2 separate regions of the Rattus norvegicus genome follow, and region 2 is linked to region 1. A link is a contact called in public Hi-C data. All regions are on one chromosome and are shown on one strand. The core of a region is the stretch at or near the end of the contact, and the rest is flanking DNA. Distances in the headings are between cores, read along the strand shown. Region 1 overlaps Dguok (deoxyguanosine kinase). Region 2 holds the start of Stambp (Stam binding protein).

The links. Hi-C and Micro-C count contacts between places; a contact is called where the count stands out from the background.
Region 2: a Hi-C map of Schwann cells shows a contact between it and region 1, with 2.7 times the contacts expected there. The contact joins the promoter of Stambp here to the enhancer-like site in region 1. A contact is called at or near these places in 2 of 12 Hi-C or Micro-C datasets (the A7r5 cell line and Schwann cells).

Annotation. Positions count from the first base shown.
Region 1 is chr4:117,548,044-117,555,238 of GRCr8, reverse strand. It overlaps Dguok (deoxyguanosine kinase), which reads left to right. Exons shown (of 7, transcript NM_001106602.1): 4 at 3,484-3,631. Among named protein-coding and RNA genes, the nearest start is that of Dguok, 21 kb to the left of the region's middle. Within about 2 kb of position 4,593, at least 8 of the 93 cell types and tissues checked have an H3K27ac peak or open chromatin away from gene starts, as enhancers often do. A contact at or near this core is called in Schwann cells, where this site is marked.
Region 2 is chr4:117,633,812-117,641,006 of GRCr8, reverse strand. Stambp (Stam binding protein) reads left to right here and starts at 2,787. Exons shown (of 11, transcript NM_138531.2): 1 at 2,787-2,827; 2 at 4,055-4,225; 3 at 4,911-5,127. The coding sequence starts at 4,925.

The DNA.
Region 1 (7,195 bases), core at 3,344-5,843:
CGAGTCCCAAAGCTACACAGAGAAACCCTGTCTCAAAAACTATTTTAAAAAAGAAGGAGAACAACTCCCTGGGTCTTGACATTTCCTTATAAAGAAGTGGGCAGTTGGTCACTCTTTGTGCCATTACCCCATTGAAGCTACTTTCATTAAAGGGGGACATTTTCAGGCAGAAAGAATAACCTGGTACAAATTCTAATCTCAAGAGTATGAATCAGTGGTCCTTTTTGTGCCCAGGGCATGAGTTGAAGCCTCAGTGCCAAAGGGAGAAAGTATCATTCTTTTATTTGTTTGGTCAGTGTAGGTTTACTGACTGTCTCCTGCACTCAAGCTCCAGGCTCAGCTCCAGGGCAACACCAGAGAACACAGCCGTCGTCCCTGTTCCCTGAGAATGCTACTTCACCAAGGACTACATACATACTCACAAGTGTGGTGTGTGTTCCAGAGGACAGTGACTTCAGGGAAGAAGAAATAGAAGTAACAAAAACATCAGTGTGGCATTAGATCAAAGCTCAGGGTTGCTAGGTCCTTCAGCCTTGTTCTACGTGCAACTCCCCATCCCCTTCTCTTTACCCCCCCCCCTTCTGCCCATCACTACCAGCTATGGAGAAACAGGGCAAGCACCTACCTCAGGAGAGGCAAAGGCCCCCTTTATAGGCTTAGTCATTTTTGTTTGCAAGATGTAAGTTCGTCTAATATTGTCTGTGGAGAAGCTGGCAACACTGTTTAATTCTTGTCACCCTCAGTGAGCTTTAGCTAAAACATTCTAGTCTGGGCAAGTTCACTTTTGGAGTTTGCAAATGAGCTACTTTGTGGCCTAGGAAAAACAGTTCCGATGGCTTGGAGCTGTGGGCTACTGAGTGGCAATCACCGTCCTGAGCACTTGACAAACATGATCTGCAGTTGTCACTCCATGTGTTGTGAGGCGCTGTATCTTCCCAAGGCAACATGGGCTGTGGAAGCTGCAACTGGGATCAGACTCTGCAGAGTCATTTTAAAGCCACTCTCTTAAAAATGACACAGCTTTGCAGTTTGCACTTCCCTGAGCCAGTCACACAGGAGTTTGGTTTTCAGTTTTTCAGAAGTGGCCAGTTGCTGACTGTTGCTTTAAAAACTGGGGTTCATCGTTGCTGATGTAAATTTTGTTTTGTATCAAGCTTTAAAAGCAGAATTGACCCTTTCTGAAGCCATGGTTTATATACAGCTCTGATTTCTCAATTTATCAGATCCTCCTTTTCTTGTGCAAGTAAGCAAAGAGGGAAGTTAGTTTGATAATCAGCATTAGCCTTGTTTGATCTGAGTGGAAGCTCAGCAGAGGAAGCTAGGTTCCTATATGCTCTGGAGGGGAGGTTGCTCTCTTTGTCCTACTGAAGCCAGCTCCAGAGTTGACACCACAGGAAGATCACTCCCTTGCTTCTCAGCCACAAAGCAGGATGGCTCAGCAGCTGAAGACTCAACAGCCCTCACTCAAAATTCTTGAAATTCTCACTCGAAGGGTGGTTTTACCCTGCGTTCACTTGGGTTTGGTTTGGAGTCTTGCTGTAGTAATGAGGAAATCTCAAAGGTTCAGGCCTATGCACATGCTGTGTGTCTTGGTGTATTAGTCAGAGTTTCTGTTCCTGCCCAAACATCATAACCAAGAAGCAAGTTGGGGAGGAAAAGGTTTATTCAGCTTACACTTCCACATTGCTATTCATCACCAAAGGAAGTCAGAACTGGAACTCAAGCAGGTCAGGAAGCAGGAGCTGATGCAGAGGCCATGGAGGGATGTTAACATACTGGCTTGCTTTCCCTGGCTTGCTCAGCTTGCTCTCTTATAGAAACCAAGACCACCAGTCCAGGGACGGCACCACCCACAATGGGCTGGGTCCTTCCACCTTGACCACTAGTTGAGAAAATGCCCTACAGCTGGGTCTCGTGAAGGCATTTCCACAAATGAGGCTCCTTTTCTGTGATAACTCAGCTTGTGTCAAGTTGACACACAAAACTAGCCAGTACACTTGCCTAGAGTCCTTTTCCTTATAATGGGTTACTCTGTGTGTGTGTGTGTGTGTGTGTGTGTGTGTGTGTGTGTGTGTGTGAGAGAGAGAGAGAGAGAGAGAGACAGAGAGAGAGAGACAGAGACAGAGACAGAGACAGAGAGACAGAGAGAGACAGAGAGAGAAAGAAGAAGAAGAAGGAGGAGGAGGAGGAGGAAGAAGAGGGGGAGGGAGGGAGGAAGGGAGGGAGGGATGTGGCATGGCCTGTGTCAGGTGCTGTTTGAGTAGGGTGGGAGCTGTAGAATGAGAATTCAGATTTCCAGGGCTGGAAAGACGGTCTAGCAGTTAAGAGCATTTGCTTCTCTTATAGAAGAGCCAAAGTTCATTCTCAATACCCAAATCAAATGGCTCAGCTTCCTGTATGTCCAGCCCAAAGAATACAATGGCCTCTTCTGGTCTCCACAAACATCCTCATGTACTTACACAAGCCCACACACAAACATACATACACACACACACACACACACACACACACACACACACACAAACAATAAAAATACATTTTTTAAACTTTGTATTGGTTTTTCGTGAGTTTCACATCATGCACCCCAGTCCCACTCATCTCACCGTCCCATTGTATCTGCCCTCCACACTTGCAACCTCCCCTCCCAAAAGAAAACACACAAACAAAAACAATAAATAAAACAGAGCATAGAAAACATCATGGAAGCTGTAGTGTGCCACAGCATATCCCATGGTATACCTCTCTGTCCACACATCTTCACTGTAAATGTTTATTGCAATGAGTCATTGGTCTGGTTTGAGGTCTCTGGCTTCTGTCATACCATCAATATTGGGTCCTCACTGGGACTCCTTCTAGTTATCCTGTTGCTACCCTGTGCCATGGAGACCAGCCCTTTCACACACTCCCAACAGATAATGGGGTGGGCAAACTCAAATCCCTGGGTCTGGGCATGGGTGGTAGCTGAGCAGATCAGCCTGCTGGCCCTCCCACATCTGCACCTCCCTGAGGCTCTCCAGCCCTGCTCAGGTTAGGCCACCCAGTGCTGCCATCAGCAGGAGGCAGGGTCAGCTTTCCTACTGCCATGCCCTCAGAGCCAGCTCCATGGTGCCATCCAGGCAAGCGCGAGGCCCACTCTCCCAAGGGCTGGGACAGCTGTCCAGCTCATACCCATCAGGACAGCTCCACTGTGCTGCTCTGGCAAGGCAAGACCAGCTCTTCTGCTCTCATGGCCTCGAGGACAGCTCTCCCAACTACTGCAGGTAGCAAGGGGTAAGGGGGCAAAAGAAATAGGGGTTTTTTTGGGGGGAGGGACGATATTTTTTAAATCAGATTGTTAAGGGCTGATAGGAACTAGGATAGTTAAGAGGTTTTAAGCTTGAAACAAGCCAGTTACTGATGTTCCTACTTCTTTCCCACTCCTGACTTCCTTTCCACTTCCCTTTCTTCCTCCACCCCAACCCCTCACTCAATAATTCCATCCAGGTATATCTTTGCGAAGAATCTGTTTGAAAATGGCTCCCTCAGTGACGTCGAATGGCACATCTATCAGGACTGGCACTCCTTCCTCCTGCAGGAGTTTGAAGACCGGCTTTTGTTACATGGCTTCATCTACCTCCAGGCTTCTCCCCAGGTAACTCTGAGCCTGAAAACCTTAGGTTTCACTTGGTGAAACTGAAAGCTGAGAGGTGATGGTGTTATACCCCTCAATCCCAGCGTGAGGAAGGTGGATCTTGGTGAGTTAGGGGCCAGCCTGGTCTGCGGATTGAGTTCCAGGACAGCCAGCGCTACCCAGAGAAACCCTCTCAGAAAAGAAAAAAAGTAATCACACTTAGTGTCTATACTGTTTGGGGATTTGTTTTGTTTTGTTTAAAAACCTAAAGAAATACAACTTGTGGTTTCTTGGTTGGAGAAGTTAGTTTCCAGACCTTACCCAGCACAGAGAGTGTAGATATATACCAATATTCCGGTACTGAACCCATCTCCCAGGGGCCTTCGCAGCTATAGTTGTAGCGGTGTGCTCAAACAGTTGCCTGTGTAGAAGTAACCGTGTTGGTGAAGAAACAGGCTAGAACAAACTGCATTGTTTTTACAGCTCCAGGTCTGCAGGTTGGGAACACGCAGATCTGTGGCCACTGCCATATGTACTGTTCCCTTCCTGTGTTGGGTCATCTGAGGCTTCAGTGGTACCTTTTGTTTTCTGACTAGGATATGGGGAAGGAAGGAATGTTTCCTCTCTTCATCCTAAATTGTTGCCCACAGTTTGGTCCTTGAGAAGTCCCTCGGGCAGGCAAACGGTAGACATGCCCCCTGGCTCTGATTCTGTAACTTGAACTTGGGACCAGCATGGCCCATGGGATGATGTCATGGCGGGAGCCCTCTGGAGACAGCCCTGGCCCTTGGCTCTGCTGACTGGCAGTGACCTTGACTAGACCCTAGAAGAGTTTCCACTGAGGGTCTTTGTCTGTAAAGGAGAGCTCTGGAGAGACGTGGAGGGCAGCATTCCCAGTCAGCGATACTGCTGTCAGCTTGTGAGAGACACTTTGCAAGTATGGTCAGATGCCAAGTACACCCATTGTTGCAGAAAGCAAGCCAGCTGTCCACAGGCAGGGGCTGAGGTTGTGGACAGAAGGGAGCCTGGGAGCACACTGAGCAGAGTCGGAGAATAAGTGAAAGAGATCCTGTCATGTCACATTGCCTGGGCCCCATAGTGAAGACCAGAAGGAAGGCGCGGCCAGGAGAGGGGCTTCTAAGTGCAGCTGGGACTGGACTTGTGTGTTCTTGCCTTTTTTACCTTTTTAAAAAGTGTTTGTTTGTTTGTTTGTTTGTTTGTTTGTTTGTTTGTTTGTTGAGACATGGTCTCACAATGTAGCTATGACTGTACTGGAGCTCACTATGTAGATAGGACTCAGATTCAGACTCATAGACTCTGCCTGCCTCTGCCTCCCAGGTGCTAGGGTTAAGGGTGTGCCCCACCACAACCTGGCTGCATTTCTTTCTTTCCTTCTTTCTCTCTCTCTCTCTCTCTCTCCCTCCCTCCCTCCCTCCCTCCCTTCCTTCCTTCCTTTTTCTTCATTTTAGATTTATTTATTTATTTTATGTATATAAGTACACTGTAATCCCGGAAGAGGACAATTGGATTCCATTACGATGGTTGTAAACTATCATGTGGTTGCTGGGAATTGAACTCAGGACCCCTGAAAGCAGTCAGTGCCACTGAGGCATCTTCTCTCCAATCCCACATTTTTTTTCTAATACGACATTTCCTCTTGCAGTAACTAACTCCACTTCTGTCTTTCCATCCTTCCATGGATTTCAGGGATGGAACTTAAGTCACTGGTCCTTCTTCGCTAGAATGTGATGCTATCTTGCCAGCCCCATCAGGACTTTGTGGTATGGGGAGTTCCTAGATTATAAAGTAGAAGTTAGATCACAGCAAGGAGTAAGATTGTCTAGATAAAGTTTCAGGTCCAAATAAAATTGAACTAGATATTCAAAAGATTTAAGGGCTGAGAAGACTCTTCTGTGGACTGATTTAGCCAGCGGAGACACAGACCTACGCTTTCAGTGGTCTTTCCTGCTCAGGAGGAACAGAGGCACATTGTAAGGCTAGTGACTTCACAGGCAGACAACAGTCCCTGGGAGGAGCAGAGGAGCCAGCTGAGTCCTTCCTGGGAGTAAAATAGATCTGTTGGCTTTTTGATTCTGTGTTATGGAGGTTGGACTCAAACCCTGAGATCCATAAAGCAAGCAAGTCTCCCTTACCTTCCTTCTTAATGTCCTTTGAGGGGCCTGTCTGAAGTGGCAGGGTGGTGGTGGTAATAGTGATTGTCACTGAGGGCTCGTTTGTCCCTTTGGAGAGACTAATTGAAGTGTTTCATCTCATAGTGAGACTTTTTGGAATAGTTTGAGATTTAAATGCTGTTTGGATGATGTTAGATAAAGGAACCCAAGAATGCCAGAGGATGAACAGGACACACATTCAAGCCAGTGCCCAGCACAGCTCTTTAGACTCCTGCAGACACTGGCTTTAGAGTGTGGGATGGGCTCCAGGCCCTGTCTACCTATCCTCCCCTTAAATTCAAGGAAGCTGGCAATCACAATAATAATAATTGGAGGAGAGATGGCTGGAATCAAGAAGAGAGAGAGTGGCTGGCCATGTGCCTCAGGATGCCCATCCCTGTCTGGGACAGTGAAGTGTGGGCAGGATGTTGGGGGTGGGGGGGATGCTGCATGGGAACAAGTGTCACCTGAGCTCCAGGCTAGAGGGTGTAGTAAGCAGAGCCTTCCACAGTCACAGCCTAGCAGATCAGGAAGCTTGGCCACAGGGTTCCTGCCACTTCTCCCCACACATCCTCCCTTCAGTCTGCTGTGTGCTCCCATGTGCACCGGAATGAAGTGGGGCCAGGATAAAACTGTCCCACAGGATCATTTTAAAATAATTCATTATAATCCTGTCAGTAAAGTAAGAATTATGCCAATATTCAAAATAGAACCTTGCCTAGACTTTAGAGGGAAGAAAAGTTTGCTCAGTTTAGCAAATAATGAAAAGGGAACTGCTAACTGATGTTAATAGATGCAGGCAGGTGTCAGTGGTTGTCTGTAGTCAATGGAGGATACATATAAATAGCTTTTGCAAGAATTGTTCTGTCCTTGTGTGTATTTGAAAGTATTATATTTTTAAAATGTTCATTTATTCCAATTCAAAACATATTTTTCTCTCAGGGGAAAAATTAAGTAACTTAGCTGAAGCTGCTCACTTGTGGGAATGCAGCATGGTTAACCTCTGGGAGGCAGTTAGGCAGTTGTAGTAGGAAGAGCTCACGCCTTTTGCCCTGTTAATCCTGGTGCTTACAGTTGAGTCCATAGATACGCTGGCACACGGACAGGCTACCCTGTTACACTGGAGATGACCCAAGTGCTTATTAGAGAGGCCTGGCCGAGTGTTCTCTGCTGTAAAACAGAGTACTGTACTGGGGGGTTTTCTTTGTTGCCACCTTTTTGTGACAAGATCTCATCACTCCATAGCCTAGCTGGCTTAGAACTCACTAGAAATACTCAGGTTTCTGCCACCCAGGGCTAGATTCATGGGTGTGAACCATGCTAAGTGAGAACAGTGAACCACGGTTAAGTGAGAAGCAAAGCGTAAGTGCGGGGTATGCTGTGGGGTATGCCGTGGAATATTCTGTCTCCTTTT
Region 2 (7,195 bases), core at 1,538-4,037, 88 kb before region 1:
AGCTCCAAACAGTGGGATGGCCTAAGGAATGAAGGCATCAGACAGAGTATGGGCAGAATTCAACCCAGAGGGAGGAAGGCTTGCATTAGGTTGCTTCTGCCTCTCTACGGATTGCTTCTGGTGGGTGCAGTTCATTTTCAAAGCATCTGGATATGGAGAAGAGCCCTGCTTCTGGGAGTTGACAGGGAATATTGTATTTATGAGTTTAAGAATGAAAAACAGGTGGAGAGATGGCTAAGAGGTAAAGAACACTGGATGCTCTTCCAAAGGTCCTGAGTTCAATTCCCAACAACTACACAGTAGCTCATAACCATCAATAATAGGACCTGAGGTTCTCTTCTGCAGGTGGATATGCAGATAGAACCCTCATACTTTTTTTTAAACATGCAAAACAAAGGCTTTTCCAACAAACATTTCCCACAATAATAGAAAGAGTGGAAGAGAAATAAATGCATGCCCAACCTTTCTAGCCCAGTGTAAGGAAGGTAGTTATTATGAAGAAAACAGAAGATAAGAATGTTGGACCACATTGTTCCGAGAGGTGTGAGAGGTGCACCAGACCACCTTCCCCCCACTCCTGACCCACTTTAAAGATATAAAAATATCTCTTTCATCTCATTGTTTGGTCCCTGAAAAATGCCAGCAGTTCATTGATCTGCTAATTCACTCTAGTGGTCTTCCTTGATATATACTAATGTCACCTGTTAGAAGGGCGGAGAACTGATGCAACTGACTAATACCTTTATTAACGAACAATTAAAAGAAACATTGCAAAGCTCTCCCATCATGTCTGGCTTAAGCATTTTTTTAACAAGACAAATAACACACTGAAGATCTTTCCAACGAGTGTAGGAACTTACTTCCCTAACTAGTTTGTTCTTGGTTATAGGAAAAGCCTGTCTTCAGACAACATGGAACTTAGAACCACAAGCCCGTCCCGATGTTGCAATAAGTTTGGCCTTTGGAGATTGGAGCCAGTTCACTGAGGTGTGTTCTACAGCTGGAGATGAGTATCGGGTATAAAATGCACAGGCAATAATTGGGGGCAAATTTTAAGTCTTGGTGGCTTTTCCTGTGTTTGAACCAGTAAACTCGACATCTCCCCCACCCCCGAGTGGTGCTGTCTTTCTACCTTTTCGTCTCTTTCAGTCGCAGTGAGCTCACAGCAAAGAGGTCAATGCTGTGACCAGCTAGTTCTCTTTAGAACGCACTGCACAAACATGCTCCTCCTCAAACTGGCTCACCTCCTCAGCAGGGTCTAAGACAGGCTTGTGCAGTGCTGTGGTGCAGGGAACAGCCCGGCCTGGTGGGTTTCCTTCTGTATCTCACAACTGTAGCCTTTCAGAGCAGGAACTGAGGTTTCCTTCCTCAACGTTCCTCAAGCACTCCTGCAGACTTAGTATGATAGACACCTACTAAAGTCATGAGTGCACCCCATCTTCATGAGTGCACCCCATCTCAATGCCTTCTGCTCCTGGCTCTGATTGCCTCGTAGAGAAGATCTGGCCCCAAGAACAAAATGATCAGCCTGTCATCTCCACTTTTCACAGTTGATTAGTCCACCCCTGCCATCCTGGGGACCGTGAGTGAGACAGACGACCTTTCCCTCAGTGCACATCCAAGAATGTGTATTGAGTTTGGGACCACAAGTCATGGAGACGGAGCTAAGTAAGTCAGAAAATCTCCCTTCTCCTGAGAAACCGTATTTTAGGAGAATCCTACAGGACTGAGGACTATGAAGAGAGCTAAAGCAGAGCCAACATGGGCTAGTGAGAAGGGTCAGAGGGTAGAGGCACTTACTGTCAGGGCTGATAACCTGAGTTCTGTCCCCAGAAGCCGTCCCACAAGTTGTCCTCTGACAATCACCATTCTGTGGCATGCTCCCCACTCCCACTTCCACACAGCCTCACCGACCGCATCAACACACACACACACACACACACACACACACACACACACACGCATACGCACGCGAGCGCGCGCGCACGCACACACACACACACACACACACACACGAAAAAAATGTATGATTAAAAAGCAAAAACAAGACTGACTGGCAGAGGGTGTCTGCTTAGTTAGGTAGTCAGTGATGTTTTGTTTGAAACAGTGATGTCAGCTCGGCTGTGAATGACAAGACAGATAGCTATCCCCCTTGAAATATTAAATTGCTATTATTCTGATGGCAGAGCCATTGACAGAAAACTCAAGCTTCGGAACCCGACCCTTGGAGGCTCTCTGAGAGCCAAAATGCATAAGTGGGCTGGACTTAGGCCGCCGCACATACGTAGCAGATGTGCAGCTCGTTCTTCATGTGGGTCCCCCAACGACTGGAGTGGGGGCTGTCCCTAAAGCTGTTCTCTGTCTGTGGATTCCGTTCCCACAACTGGGCTGCCTTCTCTGGCCTCAGTGGGAGAGGATGAGCCTAGCCCTGCAGAGACTGGACGTGCCACGGGGGACGGAGGGAGGGCGGTATAGCCAGGGGTGGGAGGGATTATGCGGGTGAGGGGGAGGACTGGCAAGAGTGGGGGAGTTCAACGATAAGGATGTAAAGTGAATAAAAAAATAAATGGGGGGAAAAACATACTGGTTTGTGCTGCTTGTGCTGCAGTTCCCTCTTTCACTTGGTTTCCTTTTCTTCCTGGTTCGTTTTTCTTTACCTAAACGACTGCTGCAGCGCTCGCTCTCATTGGTGGAAGATTCCAGCCCCACCCACCGTTTCTCCACACCAAGTCCTAAATCCTTGGAGCGTAATTGAAGGAGTGGCGAGAGTGGGCGTGTCATCGGAGGTGACGTTTCCGGAAGCTCCGACTGTCATCCTTCAGGAAAGGTGGGAAGGGTCCCGGGAATGCTGCGGGACTGGGGATCCTGGCGCGGTGGGACCCCGCGGGGAGAGGCCGTGTGTGTGGGGTCCATGTCCCTGGCCCCGGCCGGCCGCGCGCGAGCTCCGGGATGGCCCTGTCTTCAGGGCTGGCTCCTGACCAGCCAGGCCTGTTCTCAACACTCCTTGCATTTTCGAGAAAACTGAGTGCCTTCTAGATGGGCGCTGCCAGCAGTTACTGCTGGATCCGATGCACAAGCTCGGCAGGGTTGCTGAACCCTATGTTGTCCCGAACCACTCGATGGCTTCTGGGGGATAGTCCCTTCTTTACCCACAAGTGCCTCTCTCTCGAGGTGCCTGGCATCCCATTCCAATGAGCTACTCTGGGCTGTGCCCAGTTCGGCGGTTAGGGACACGGGCAGGTTTATACTCACAATGCTCCCACACCCCTAGCAGCCCCCAACTTTTACTAGAAAAGGGAGTTTAGTGGGGAAACTTCATGGACAAAATGCCACCCCAAAGTTAAAGCAAGCTAAGCAGAATTGGCCTAGAGAAAAAAATCTCTGAGGACAGGTGAGTAGAACTCAGAAAAACAACAGCTAAACGAACCACTGTAATCTGCGGTTCCGGGGGTTAGGGGGTGGGGGACAGATGGGAATCCTGACTGAGGAATAAGGAATAAGATGGAAAAAACAAGACCTCTGAAACCTAAGACGAGTGTATTCTAGAACAGGCTGGCTAGGGTGTGCCGTTATCCAGTGCACATGGACAACCCCATTTCACCCCGGATTATGTGCAATGATGGTGTCACAGAGCCCAGAAGCAACATCTAGGAAGACTGTAAATTCCTGGAGTTTGGGCATCAATGAGTAGGAACTCCTAGAGAGTCCCACCCCAACTGAGGTACTGTCACTCAGCCGTGCAAGCCCTGCTTGGCTTGTGGAGACAAGTATACTTTGATGCTTCCAGGTACTAACTACCTAGCCCCGAAAACGGTGACTGTGATGGACTGAAGTGAAGGGTGGTTTAGTGAGCAGAGTTGGTAATATTCGCCCTAGAAAGGACCCCCTCCCATTAACCTCATGTTCAAATCTGAGGAAGTATATCCTGGTAAATACCACCATTTATTCTCTATGAGATGAAATGGTCAGTGTGAATTCACCAGGCAGTCTTTTTTTTTTTAACATTTATTTATTTATTTATTATGTATACATCATACAGCTTTCTGCCTGGCAGGTCAGAAGAGGGCACCAGACCTGATTATAGATGGTTGTGAGCCACCATGTGGTTGCTGGGAATTGAACTCAGGACCTCTGGAAGAGCAGACTGTGCTCTTAACCTCTGAGCCATCTCTCCAGCCCCTCACCAGGCAGTCTTCATGAGGGTGCAGTGAACACACTCTGCCAGGTACTGGGTAAATGGAAGTGGGTATCTGCACAGAGAAATGAGTAGAAGATATTTCTTAGCCCTACGGTGGGCTTCCTACTGAAACTGAGGGAGCCACAGGGCCATCCACAGTGCTGTTAACAGCTGCATTCCTTGCAGGGTCGAATTGCAGGACGAGGGTTTGTTTTTGATTTTTTTTTTTTTTTGTTGTTTTTTGGTTTTTTTTTTTTTTGGTTCTTTTTTTCGGAGCTGGGGACTGAACCCAGGGCCTTGCGCTTCCTAGGTAAGCGCTCTACCACTGAGCTAAATCCCCAGTCCCTGTTTTTGTTTTTTTTAACCTGTCAGTCCTCAAATCAAGATCTGGTTGTTCTTGAAGCCAGGAAGGATAATTTGTTGATAAGAGCCATTGTATGTAGTGTTTTATTTTCACTAATGTTTTGTTTGTCCGTTTTGTTTTTGTTTTGAGACGGGGCCTTTCTAAGTAGCCTTGGCTGTCCTGAAACTTGCTATGTAATCTAGACTGGTCTGGAACTCGGAGATCTAACCTGTCTCTGTGATCCTCAAGTAATAGGATTAAAGGTGTGCTACACCATGCCTGCCTCTTTCTAACTTCTTGGGAAGTTTGTGATACGCTCATCCTGTGCTAGACCACTGGGAAGCTGTGACCTTGACGTTGATGTTACCTGTTTTCTCTCTTCTGTCTCAGAACTCATCGGTCCAATGTCTGACCATGCAGATGTGAGCCTCCCACCCCAAGACCGGGTGAGGATTCTGTCGCAACTCGGTAGTGCAGTTGAGTTAAATGAAGACATTCCGCCCCGTCGCTACTTTCGTTCCGGTGTTGAGATCATCCGCATGGCATCCATTTACTCTGAAGAAGGCAACATTGAACATGCCTTTATCCTCTACAACAAGTACATCACGTAAGACACCTGCAGTTCTCTTTTTGGGTCCTGCGACTGAGATCTCTTGTATTCTGCCCCTGTGGTTCTCAGAGTTGCTGACACTAGGGTGCGTGACAATGTCAACCACTGATCGGTTCCAGAGACCTTCCACATGTGAGTTGTCCTTGCCATTGAAAGGCACAGGGACAGAAGGTGGTGTTATTTGAGTTTCATGAGTAGAAGACTTGTTGGTTCTCAGTCTGTGACCACAAGTCCCAGCTGTTAGACAAAGGAGCTGGCCATTAAGCAGGATGTGTCCGCACTGTTGAGTGTCCCGACTGCCCTTTCTCTGCTCGGGCAGGCAGTTACAGGATCACTGCTGGTGTGTAACAGAGCCCAGATTCCTGTACTCATCATGTGCCTTTGGAGTGGCATGAGATAGAGGTTTCCTTCTTAGCCACCACCGTAGTCACAGCCTACAGGAGACGATGGACCATTTGCTGTCCGTGTGACTCAAGCACAGTGAGACCTTTCCTGAGCTGTCCATTCACCATACTTGGGTGGGCAGCATAAATACATGATTTCGAGGCCATCACCAGGGGAACGATTCCCTAAGCTCCAGCGACAGGAGCGGTGTGTGGTCGAGGGAGGGGATGATGTGGCAGAGGTCTTGCTTGTCGATTCTAGTCATAAGTTTAGTACGACGGGACCTGAAAAGTTGCTGGTAACGCAGAGGAGCTTGGGGGCTCAGGAGAGGTCTCCCTGGGATCTTTTCATTGATCTTCACTGGCGCTGGGTGCTAAGTAGGTGCTTCACCCTCCGGCTCTGTCCTACAGAGGAACAAACTGGGACTTAAGGAGGAGCCTGGGTTTCAGTTTGCAGTGACACCTCCACGGTTTTGCAGCTCCTGTTTCAGGTTTCTGTCCAGAGCATGTTTTTTGTTTTTTGTTTTTTGTTTTTTTTCCATTTAGTCTTAGAAAAGGCAGTCTCTAGAGACCATAATAAACCTCCCTCCACTTTCTTCTCCCTACAAGAGACACTCTTACCAGCCCCACGTGTGTCCTCCCAGACACAGGCACAGCAGTCATCTCACACCGAGTTTATCAGTCAGTACACGACTCTCGCTGAGCTTCTCGTCAGTCCCTTCAAGCACGGCTCTGACACTGCAGGGACTGCTTGGTCCTGTCCTTGATCTGAGTGTTGAAGGAGGTTAGCAGCACCCCTGGTTTGTGCCCACTAGGTGCCAGTAGCACCCCTCCTCTAGCTTTGGCAAACTTCAGCGTCTAGATTTTTTCCAGTTATTTTTGTTTGTTTCTTTGTGTACAAGAAAAGATGGCTAGCTAGGTTTGGATCACTAGTTTTACTTTGCCAAACCCTGTTGTAGGCAGGTTGGTGTTTGTTTGCTCGTATGGGGATTTTGGTGTTTTGAGTGTTTTTTGGTTTTGTTTTTCAGATTTTTTTAGGTTTTGGGAGGGGTGGGGATTTTTGGTTTTTAGGGTTTTTTTTTTTTTTTTTTTTTTAAAGACAGGATCTCTCTACATAGCTATGGCTGTTCTAGAACTCACTATATAAATCAAGCTTGACACACAGATGCTCCTTCCCCTTACTACTAGGATTAAAGATGTTCGCCACCACACCCAGCTTAGACAGCTCTTTGTAGAAACTCAGGTAAGATACAAAGTAAAATAATGAGGAAGTCACTGAATGGAGATAAGAATCATGAAAGCGCTGTATTTTTTTTTTTTTTTTTTTTTTTGGTTCTTTTTTTTCGGAGCTGGGGACCGAACCCAGGGCCTTGCGCTTCCTAGGTAAGCGCTCTACCACTGAGCTAAATCCCCAGCCCCAAAAGCGCTGTATTTTTAGGGCGGCAAATTCTAGAGCATGTTTTCCCATAAAGAAAAGATCCTGTGAAAAAGTGGAGGCTAATGGTCCGAAAGAGAGTGTCAACTGTGACAAGCTCCTAAGAAACAGAACCAGATGTATCAATGCTGTTAAGGTCCGTGGAGGGCTGCAGATGCAGCTCAGCGATACAGAATCTGTCCCATGTGGCTCACCCTGGGTCTGGTCCCCAACACCACCACCAACAGTAACAGCCACAATAATAAGA